Linked DNA regions of Sus scrofa: regions 1 and 2 are each linked to region 3. The links are chromatin contacts, called in public Hi-C and HiChIP or PLAC-seq maps. All regions are on one chromosome and are shown on one strand. Each heading gives the region's core, a stretch centred on a gene start, on an enhancer-like site or on the middle of the called end of the contact. The rest is flanking DNA. Distances are from core to core; before and after follow the strand shown.

Region 1 (2,700 bases), core at 201-2,700, 520 kb before region 3:
GGTTTGTTTCCACTTGGCCACAGCAGGAACTCCTCTTTTTAAATATTCTTGATCTCATGTAATGACTAGCTGCATCCTAGTCCTTATAAAAGATGACCATCCCTTGTCAATTCTATTTCTGAAAGATCTCTTGAATGTGTGTCTTTCTCTGAATTCCCACATATGCTCTTTTAGTTATATTTCTCTAGACCTAAACTCTCACATTAATATATAGTATATGCTTCTATCAGAATGTCTTTTAAAAGTACAAATGCAACCGGATCAATTTTCTCTTCAAAATCCTACCAAGATCCTAGGGATTCGGTAAGACAGGAAAAATAAATAAAATTTGAAAACATTTGAACAAAGAAGGAAAACATACATCACAAGATTGTGGTGCAAACAGAATCCAAAGCATCTGCAAATAATCTAATAGAATAAGTAAATTTAAGGTAAATATGCAAAATCAATTATTTTAATCTATTAGCAACAAACAATAAAAATTCTACAACAAAATAATCCCATTAATAGCAGCATCAAAAGTTAAGTATTTAAGAACACATTTAATAAAAGATATGTTATATCTCTACACTGAAAATTATAATACATATTAGTCAATGTTAAACAAGTGTTTATCAAATTAACACCAAATACTTGTGTCAGAAAATATTCTCCAGTCACTTTTGGAGATGTTACACATACTTAAACCAAAGTAGAAACACAAAAAGTGGTGTCAACTTACATGGAGATACAAATGTGCTTGGTCACCCTCAGCAAAATAGATTCTTATACTCTTGTAGAGATTGCAAATAATTTAAAAAATATCTTAGCGACAGTCCACTCATTAAATTTTCTTTTATTTTATCTCCATGAATAGTGAGTGCCCAAAGAAATAAAGCTGAGGACAGGCACATTTCTCAACATTTGAGTACATGTGTGGGAAAAAAAGCCAGATCTGTTATGGAATTTTGTCACTTTGGTCAAATGACAAAATTATCAAATTTAAATAGAATTTTTAAATGGTGCATGAAACAAGATTTGTTTGTTGGCATTTTCCTTGAATGGAGCCTTGTCAAGCACTTGGTTGGGCCCAACACTGCTGAAAGTTTGCCCTTGATTGTGACTGCCCTACACAAATGTAGGCGAGCAGCCAGTTTCAACACATGATTCTCGGGGTTCATTTGGGGTTTTGATGGCAGGGTGCAAAAATAATATATATTTGTTGTTGCTGTTTAAACATCTCAATTGGCATCTTTCTGGATGTAGTCTGACTATATAAATTATATCTGGATGTTAAATCACTAGTAGAAGCATTTCCTATTTTGAAGAAACTAATTAGGTCGAAATGACTAATTCCCAGTTGCAGAGTCATGAACACAAAATATGATTCATGGAAGTAGGTATGACTTCACATCCAGGACATGGTAACGCTTTATTTGTGTGCATTTAAGGAAGACAGGGGCAGAAGTTCATTTGCTGCACCTGTTAGAAAAAGTTGTGAAGGCAAGTAATAGTCTGGAATCGTCCGTACCTCATGCCCAGTGGCACTTCAAGAATGACCGCATCTGCCAGCCACACGCTGGCACCGCCGCCTCTTCAGTCTTAGCGTGACTCACATGCACTTAGTGCTGAAGCAGGATGAAACTGAGGGGAGGGACGCAAAACCTCCCCCCTTGGAATCAGGGTTTAAAAAAGGAGGCTGTCAAGATGGGGCTAAAAACACATTTTCCTTTCAGTTTTATAACCAGTGGTAGGTTTGTCCGTGTTGATTTAAGAACAGTTATGAAGTGTTTATATTATTCTTATTAGTTATGCTTCTGAATTTGAAGCAGGGCTTATCTGCATTCCACACACACATATATATATATATATATTTTTTTTAAAGCATTGGCATTTTCTAAGACATTCAGAGCCTCGGGTTTTAAACAAAGCAATGGTTCTTAGTACTCTGTAACTTTTCCTTGTAACAAAGAAAATGTAGGGCAGATTGTTTATTGAAACTGCGATGTATGTGGTGGGGCTTCCGGCTAAGATCCACCTCTTAGCAAGCACTTAGGGAAGCGTAGAGGTTATAGATTATATGCCATTCCAGGATGCAGGCTGTGGTGGACTTTGCTTTGGCTTTGTTTGATTTTATTTCACTGTCTAGCATTCATTTTCTTTAAGTCCTCCTTTCTTTTAAATTACGTTTTTAATTGGGATTTAATTGACATACAACATTGTGTTAAGTTTAGGTGTAGACAACATAATGATTTGATATATGTATATATTGCAAAATAATCACAATAAGTTTAGCTAACATCTATCAGCACACATAGTTTTTTTCTTATGATGGGAGATTTTAAGATGTACTCTTTAGTAACTTTCAAATATCCAATACAGGATTTTATTCTAAGATGGCTCACTCCCATTAGCTGTGGTCACATGGATTTCTCTGCAGGACTTTTTTTTTTTTTTTGCTTTTTTAGGACTGAACCCAGGACCTATGGAAGCTTCCAGGCTAGAGGTAGAATTGGAGCCACAGCTGCGGCCTATACCTCAGCCACAGCAACATGGGATCTGTGAACTGCGTCTGCAACTTACACCAGAGCTCATGGCAATGCCAGATCCCTGACCCACTGAACGAGACCAGTGATTGAACCACATCCTCATGGATATTATTCAGATTCATTTCTGCTGTGCCACAATGGGAACTTCTCCGGAGGACTTGAGTTTTCTCAC
Region 2 (2,808 bases), core at 54-2,553, 680 kb before region 3:
AGTGTGTGCCCTTTGACCTCATCTCTGGTATTAGAACCACTTCTATAACTAAGACATCAAAACTAAACTGTAGCTCCAGTTCTAGGAAGGGAGGTTTCAAATTGATAGAAAAGGCATGTATTAAGGGAAAATATTAAGGCCCATACCTGAGTCTACAGAATAGGTTACTATGAGCTGCTAGAAGACAGAAACCCAGTCAGCTTGGTTAGTACTATACTGGGAAAAATTGCATCTGCCAAGAAGTATTTAATTTGACCACAAACATTAGAGCAGCAAGAATAAGTATTTTCATCGTTATAAACTCTGCAGGGCTTTTTTTTAAAGCAAAAAAAAAAAAAAAAACGCTCAATAATTAAATGAATAAGCAAAGTGAACTATTTTTTTAGGATGACTTATGGATGGAAAGAAGCTGGTTCAACACTTAAAAATGAACACTTGAAAGCTAAAAATGAACTGTATCAACTTATTAAAATTCCAGTATATCATTATTCTGGCTAACTCTCCCTCACACTCTTATTATGTGACTTATTTTTGTTATCTTCACAGTACTCAAGTTACCTGTCTCTGTTCACTGTATGCATAGTGCTGGCACCTATCAAATGCCTAATAATTGCTAACTAGTTTGGCACTTGTCAGGAGAATAAGTTTAAACAGGAGAAAAAGGACTGTGCCAATTACATTTGGCTGTATTTCAGATATTTGCGTTGGTGGGGAATGGCCCACCAATGTAACATTCAAAATGTTGCTTCCCGAAAAGTCAGAGTTAAAACTGGATTCCACTCCTAATTTCGCCAGTCCGGAAAGGCGAAATGAATGCCAGATTTCTCAAAGACCACGATTTCATCTCTATATTCCCAGACCCTGTCTCTACGTCTGCTACATTGTAGGTGTTTCAAATGCACCTGCTGAATCCCGATTTGGGCGGGAATACGAATTCAGGGGACAATTTAGTGTTTTTTATTTTTATTTTCAAACCCCAAACTTCGTTTAGAACCAACTGCGTTAGAAAACCATTACCAAATACCTGGCTGGCCAGACGTTCCAGTTAACAGCCGGCGGGAAAGTGGAATTTTCGATTTGCTTAGAAGTAACGAAAACGTGTTGACTTTCGTTTTATGAAAACGCACGGGCGCGCGCAGATCACCCAAAGAATGATAAATTCACCAGCATTCAGAGTGACTTAAAGAGCGAAGTGAGAGAGTGTGCTGCTCAGGGAAGGCCCATTAGTGGAGTCGAAATTACAACCACGGTGTCTTAAGCGTTAAAACTGGGGCTGCGATTGCTCCAGGACTCGGGGCCTTGCAAGACCACATTGGCAGGAGGGCTTGGCCCTTCTCGCGCACCGTAGGACGAGCTCTCTGGGCCTCCGTAGGCCCCACCCTCGGCGTGGAAAAACTTTGGGAAGCTGCCCGCGTTAGTGCCTGCTGCGTGGGCCTAAGACCGGCCGAGCAGAGTCAGAAGACTAGTAGGACCCCTGCCACAGAACCGCTTCAATCCGGAAACAGAAATTCTCGAGGCCCGGCACTGCTAAAGCCAGCTCTTCCCTGGGAGGGAGTGCACATGCGCATAGGGGTCCTGGGAAACCCTTAAATACCGTCATGCGGGAGCCTACATTCTCTTTCCCTGCCGCCGCCGAGTCGCGCGGAGGCGGAGGCTCGGGGTGAGTAGAGCAAGGCGAGAGTGGTGTTTGCGGAGTGTGGCTCAGTGTTTTTCAGATGAGATTGGCGATAAGTGTTTAGGTCTAAACCCAGTTTGTTAACCAGGATTTTCTTTTCTTTTTTTTTTCCTATTGCAGTGTGCTCAAGATTCGGTTCCACCCGTAACCCACCGCCATGGCCGAGGAAGGGTGAGCTCAGGGTTGGGGTGGCGAAACGGGCGAGGCGCGGGCCGCGAGCCCGCAGCGTGGGTTCTGGGTTTGCTGTGGCGCTCTACGCGGCTATGATCTAATCTCGCCAACGACTGTTTTGTCCAAAGCATTAGATGGTGTGCGGAGGTTTTTTGATTTTTTTTCTTTTTTTTAACTCTTCCGTGTTAGCATTGCTGCTGGAGGTGTAATGGACGTTAATACTGCTCTACAAGAGGTGCTGAAGACCGCCCTCATCCATGATGGCCTAGCACGTGGAATTCGCGAAGCTGCCAAAGCCTTAGACAAGTACGTGTATCAGTCTCAATACTGTGGGGTGTTGGATCTGGAACAAAACTGCAGCCAAGGGAAGAGAGCGTGAAGTTCATGCTGTTAGCACAAAAGTTGTGAATGGCATCCGTTCTACAGGAAACCTAGGAAAAGGTATAAACTTAGATCTTTTAACGGCCCACTTAAAAGGGTGTAGGTTTGGAGTGGGGGTGCGCCCTTGCTTCTTAAAATGGAACTACAGCGTTTGAGTGATGACTTAAATTGTCGGATACCCCTTCACTCTTTCCATGAGTGAAATCTAATAGTCTGACAAACCTGTAGGTTGTGGGGCTATTAATGCACTGTTAACTAGGGAATCCATAAGAACCTTCATTAATACATGTAGATTTTGAACTATTAACATGGCAGAAGTACCTGGATTTTTAGGTGAACTCAATAAGTGTTTTAGCTGTAGAGGTCATTGTGAGTGTGGGACATTTATAAATTGGTTAGGTTTTTGGAGTGGTTACATTGGCAAAGCAACTATTTAATTGAGGTGAATTTAAATGATCTTTAAGGGTACTAAGATGTGTGAGTTTCTGTTCTGTTAATTGTAGTACACTGGCCAGTTGAGTCCAGTGGAAATAGCATTCCTTGTTGGAAATACCTGGTATGGATTTCCTGCACTATTTGTA
Region 3 (2,700 bases), core at 19-2,518:
ACTGCCTATATTAAGGTCCGTAAGTTTCTATGAGCAAGTGTTAGTCTCTGGTTTCATTTTCGTCTCTGCTGGGCTCTCACTGAGCTATTCTTACGAGAGAATGCCAAGGCATTCCAGAATTAATGTTTGCATGTGTTTCCGGAGGAATGTTTCTTGGACTTTCCTGTCTTCGCTGTCATTTTAAAGGAATGACTTCTTAGATGGCAACAGAACCACATGATTGCATTATGTTTGCCTTGGCAGTTGTTAGCAATGCTTTGGCAGAAAGATTTCCCACCTCCTGGTTAGGGAGATAGGAGTTTAAAGAAATATTTATTGAGTTCTTACTATATGGCAGGTCCTAGGTTAGATGATAAGGATACAAAGACGATTAAAACAAACATTTACCCTTAAAAAGTTGCCCTTTCGTAATGAATGAACCAGATATACAGGCAAATAAGAAAAAAAGATGAGCAAGTGTGTGTGACTGAGAAAGGTGCTATGGAAGCAGAGAAAAGGATTGAGTGAGGAGGGCTTCCTGGGGCAGGGATATTTAAGCATATATGTGAGTGGACAGTCTCTGTATCCACATAGAGGCTGCCTGGAAAACACACACATTGAGGGGTCCTAGAAAATCGATGAAACCTCTGTCACTAAGAAATCTTAGCTCTTTCAGGAGTTCCTTGGCGGTTCAGCAGGTTAAGGATCCCAGGTTGTCACTGCTGTGGCCAGGGTTTGATCCCTGGCCCTGGAATTTCCACATACCACGGGTACAGCCAAAAGAGAGAGAGAGAGAGAGAGAGAGAGAGAGAGAGAGAGAGAGAGAGAGAGAGAGAGAGAAAGCTCTTTGCAGTTAATATTTTTAATGTATTTAACTTATTTACAAAATTTCTGCTGCTGAGTGGACAGATGCTTTATTTGCTGATTGCTTTGCTTTGCCAATTCCGTACTACATTGTACCACCCGACTGTCCTTTTTTGGTCTCTTCAAATGAACAATTATGTAATAGAAGAATACGTGTGTTTACAGAAGCAAATGTCACTAACCATTTTGAAGCCACACTTCTAAGAAGTTCCAGATTCTTAGCCTGGATGAGAGGTGGGGTCCTGACAACAGGCCAGTAAGAATGGTATATTGAATAACACGCAGGGCGTCATGTAAACACACAGATCACGTTCTGGAGCAGTGGCGACCCTTTGAGCTGAGGCTGCTGTTGACAGTGCCTCTGTGTCCACTTGACTTGTACCTGCCCAGCTCCCAGGATCTGTGCAGGGCACTGTCACCCCTCCTGCTGAGCTTGGGTCATTACATCCTCGCCCTACATTTTACAGCTTCGACCCCGTGACAGGGGAGCTGACCCCAGCTTGGTGCCAGGCACCCAGCAAAACGGGGATTAATAAAGCCTGCCCCAGTGAAGCCAAGGGCTCTACAGCTGCTTCTTGCAATTAGACTTGTCATCATTCTCTTAAGAAGCCCCTGTTGATTTTTAAATCCTAATTGGCAGGAGACACCTGTTCCCCAACAGGAAGGACGGGAAGGGGCATTCGCTTGCAGCAGGCACGGGGGGAACTGAGAGGCTGGATGAATGTGTGTAAATACTTTTGTCTCAAATCTGTTTGCTTCCATTTAGAGTTTCTTTTTTCTTTCTTTCTTTTTTCCCAAGAACAGCATGTCTCGAGTCAGGCTAGTCTTTGGGAATAAGTAAGAATTTGGCTCTGAATCATTTTTTGAGCAAGAACTTACCACTGGTCCCTCCCTAAGGCATCTTCCTTACCATCCAGCAGCCCCTTCTTGGCATGAGCACAGTTTCCTGGCTACTTTTTTTTTTTTTCCGCCAGGATCCTGGCTGTCATTCATTCCGGTATTTAGGTATTTAACGGCCTACAAGCTGCATAAACCCTGCAACCTATTTGTGCCTATAAAGAGTATTAAGTATATTTTTAGTGCCTGTCTTCACCAAGCTAGCATTCTAAATAGAGGGAGGCAGTAGAACAGCATGTGATAACACATGTGAGATGTTCTTTTGCAACTAACATATTTGCCAGTGATTATGGGCAGAAAGAAGAAATGGTGAAAGTTCTCGGGACAGTTGTTGGAAGAGGTTTGGACATTTTGATTTTCTTTCAAACTTCATTGCCTTAGAGTTTCTGCTTAGAGCTGATGCTTGCAGTTTTCTAAACGGTAGCAAGTAATGTCTGATAAAAATCATTGTAACCCTTTGTCTTAATTAACACCCCTGGGTGTTTTCAAATGAAGCATTACTGTTATTTGTTAGGCTCTGATCATTAGGGCAAGTCTGCGGGAGAATAAGAATAAAATAACTGCATAGAGATGTGGAGGAGGCTACAAATCTGTGGGAAGGAGAAGCATTGTAATCGTAATTCTCATTTTCACGCAGCAGGCATTTATTGAACACTTAGTACATTCCAAGATCTTTTCTAGCCCTCAGCCGCCTTCTGGATCACCCCAGGTTTCAGCTCAGTTCATAAGCACTGTCCTTTGAACAGAACTTTGCCAATAGCCAGTTAAGCCCTCTCATCAACCTTGCCATGTCCTTGTGGGCTTCAGTGAAATTAGGCAATCCGGGAGGATTTATTGTGTATCCAAGTGAATGCCAGTGGGGTATTCCTTTAAGTGTAACTTAATAAATTCAAAGAAACTGGAGGGGGGTTTGTTCTACTTATTGCATGCCTTGTTTTGTGTTTAGTTTCACAAGACTGT

What was found. A called contact is a pair of places that touch in the nucleus more often than the background predicts. HiChIP or PLAC-seq counts read pairs in DNA pulled down with a chosen protein or histone mark.
Region 1: an H3K27ac HiChIP or PLAC-seq map of skeletal muscle shows a contact between it and region 3. The contact joins two enhancer-like sites. A contact is called at or near these places in 1 of 47 Hi-C or Micro-C datasets (skeletal muscle) and 1 of 2 datasets of contacts at active chromatin or transcription factors (skeletal muscle).
Region 2: a contact with region 3 is called in a Hi-C map of fetal skeletal muscle, with 2.7 times the contacts expected there. The contact joins the promoter of SLC18B1 here to the enhancer-like site in region 3. A contact is called at or near these places in 9 of 47 Hi-C or Micro-C datasets (embryonic fibroblasts, epiblast stem cells, fetal skeletal muscle and 3 more) and 1 of 2 datasets of contacts at active chromatin or transcription factors (skeletal muscle).

Annotation. Positions count from the first base shown.
Region 1 is chr1:30,761,706-30,764,405 of Sscrofa11.1, reverse strand. No RefSeq gene overlaps it. Among named protein-coding and RNA genes, the nearest start is that of RPS12, 160 kb to the left of the region's middle. Within about 2 kb of position 1,450, at least 3 of the 83 cell types and tissues checked have an H3K27ac peak or open chromatin away from gene starts, as enhancers often do. A contact at or near this core is called in skeletal muscle, where this site is marked.
Region 2 is chr1:30,922,212-30,925,019 of Sscrofa11.1, reverse strand. It overlaps SLC18B1 (MFS-type transporter SLC18B1), which reads right to left and starts at 1,303. Exons shown (of 15, transcript XM_013988257.2): 1 at 1,025-1,303. RPS12 (ribosomal protein S12) reads left to right here and starts at 1,628. Exons shown (of 6, transcript NM_214363.1): 1 at 1,628-1,660; 2 at 1,796-1,846; 3 at 2,036-2,152. The coding sequence starts at 1,833.
Region 3 is chr1:30,243,844-30,246,543 of Sscrofa11.1, reverse strand. No RefSeq gene overlaps it. Among named protein-coding and RNA genes, the nearest start is that of TCF21, 270 kb to the right of the region's middle. Within about 2 kb of position 1,268, at least 10 of the 83 cell types and tissues checked have an H3K27ac peak or open chromatin away from gene starts, as enhancers often do. A contact at or near this core is called in embryonic fibroblasts, fetal skeletal muscle and skeletal muscle, where this site is marked.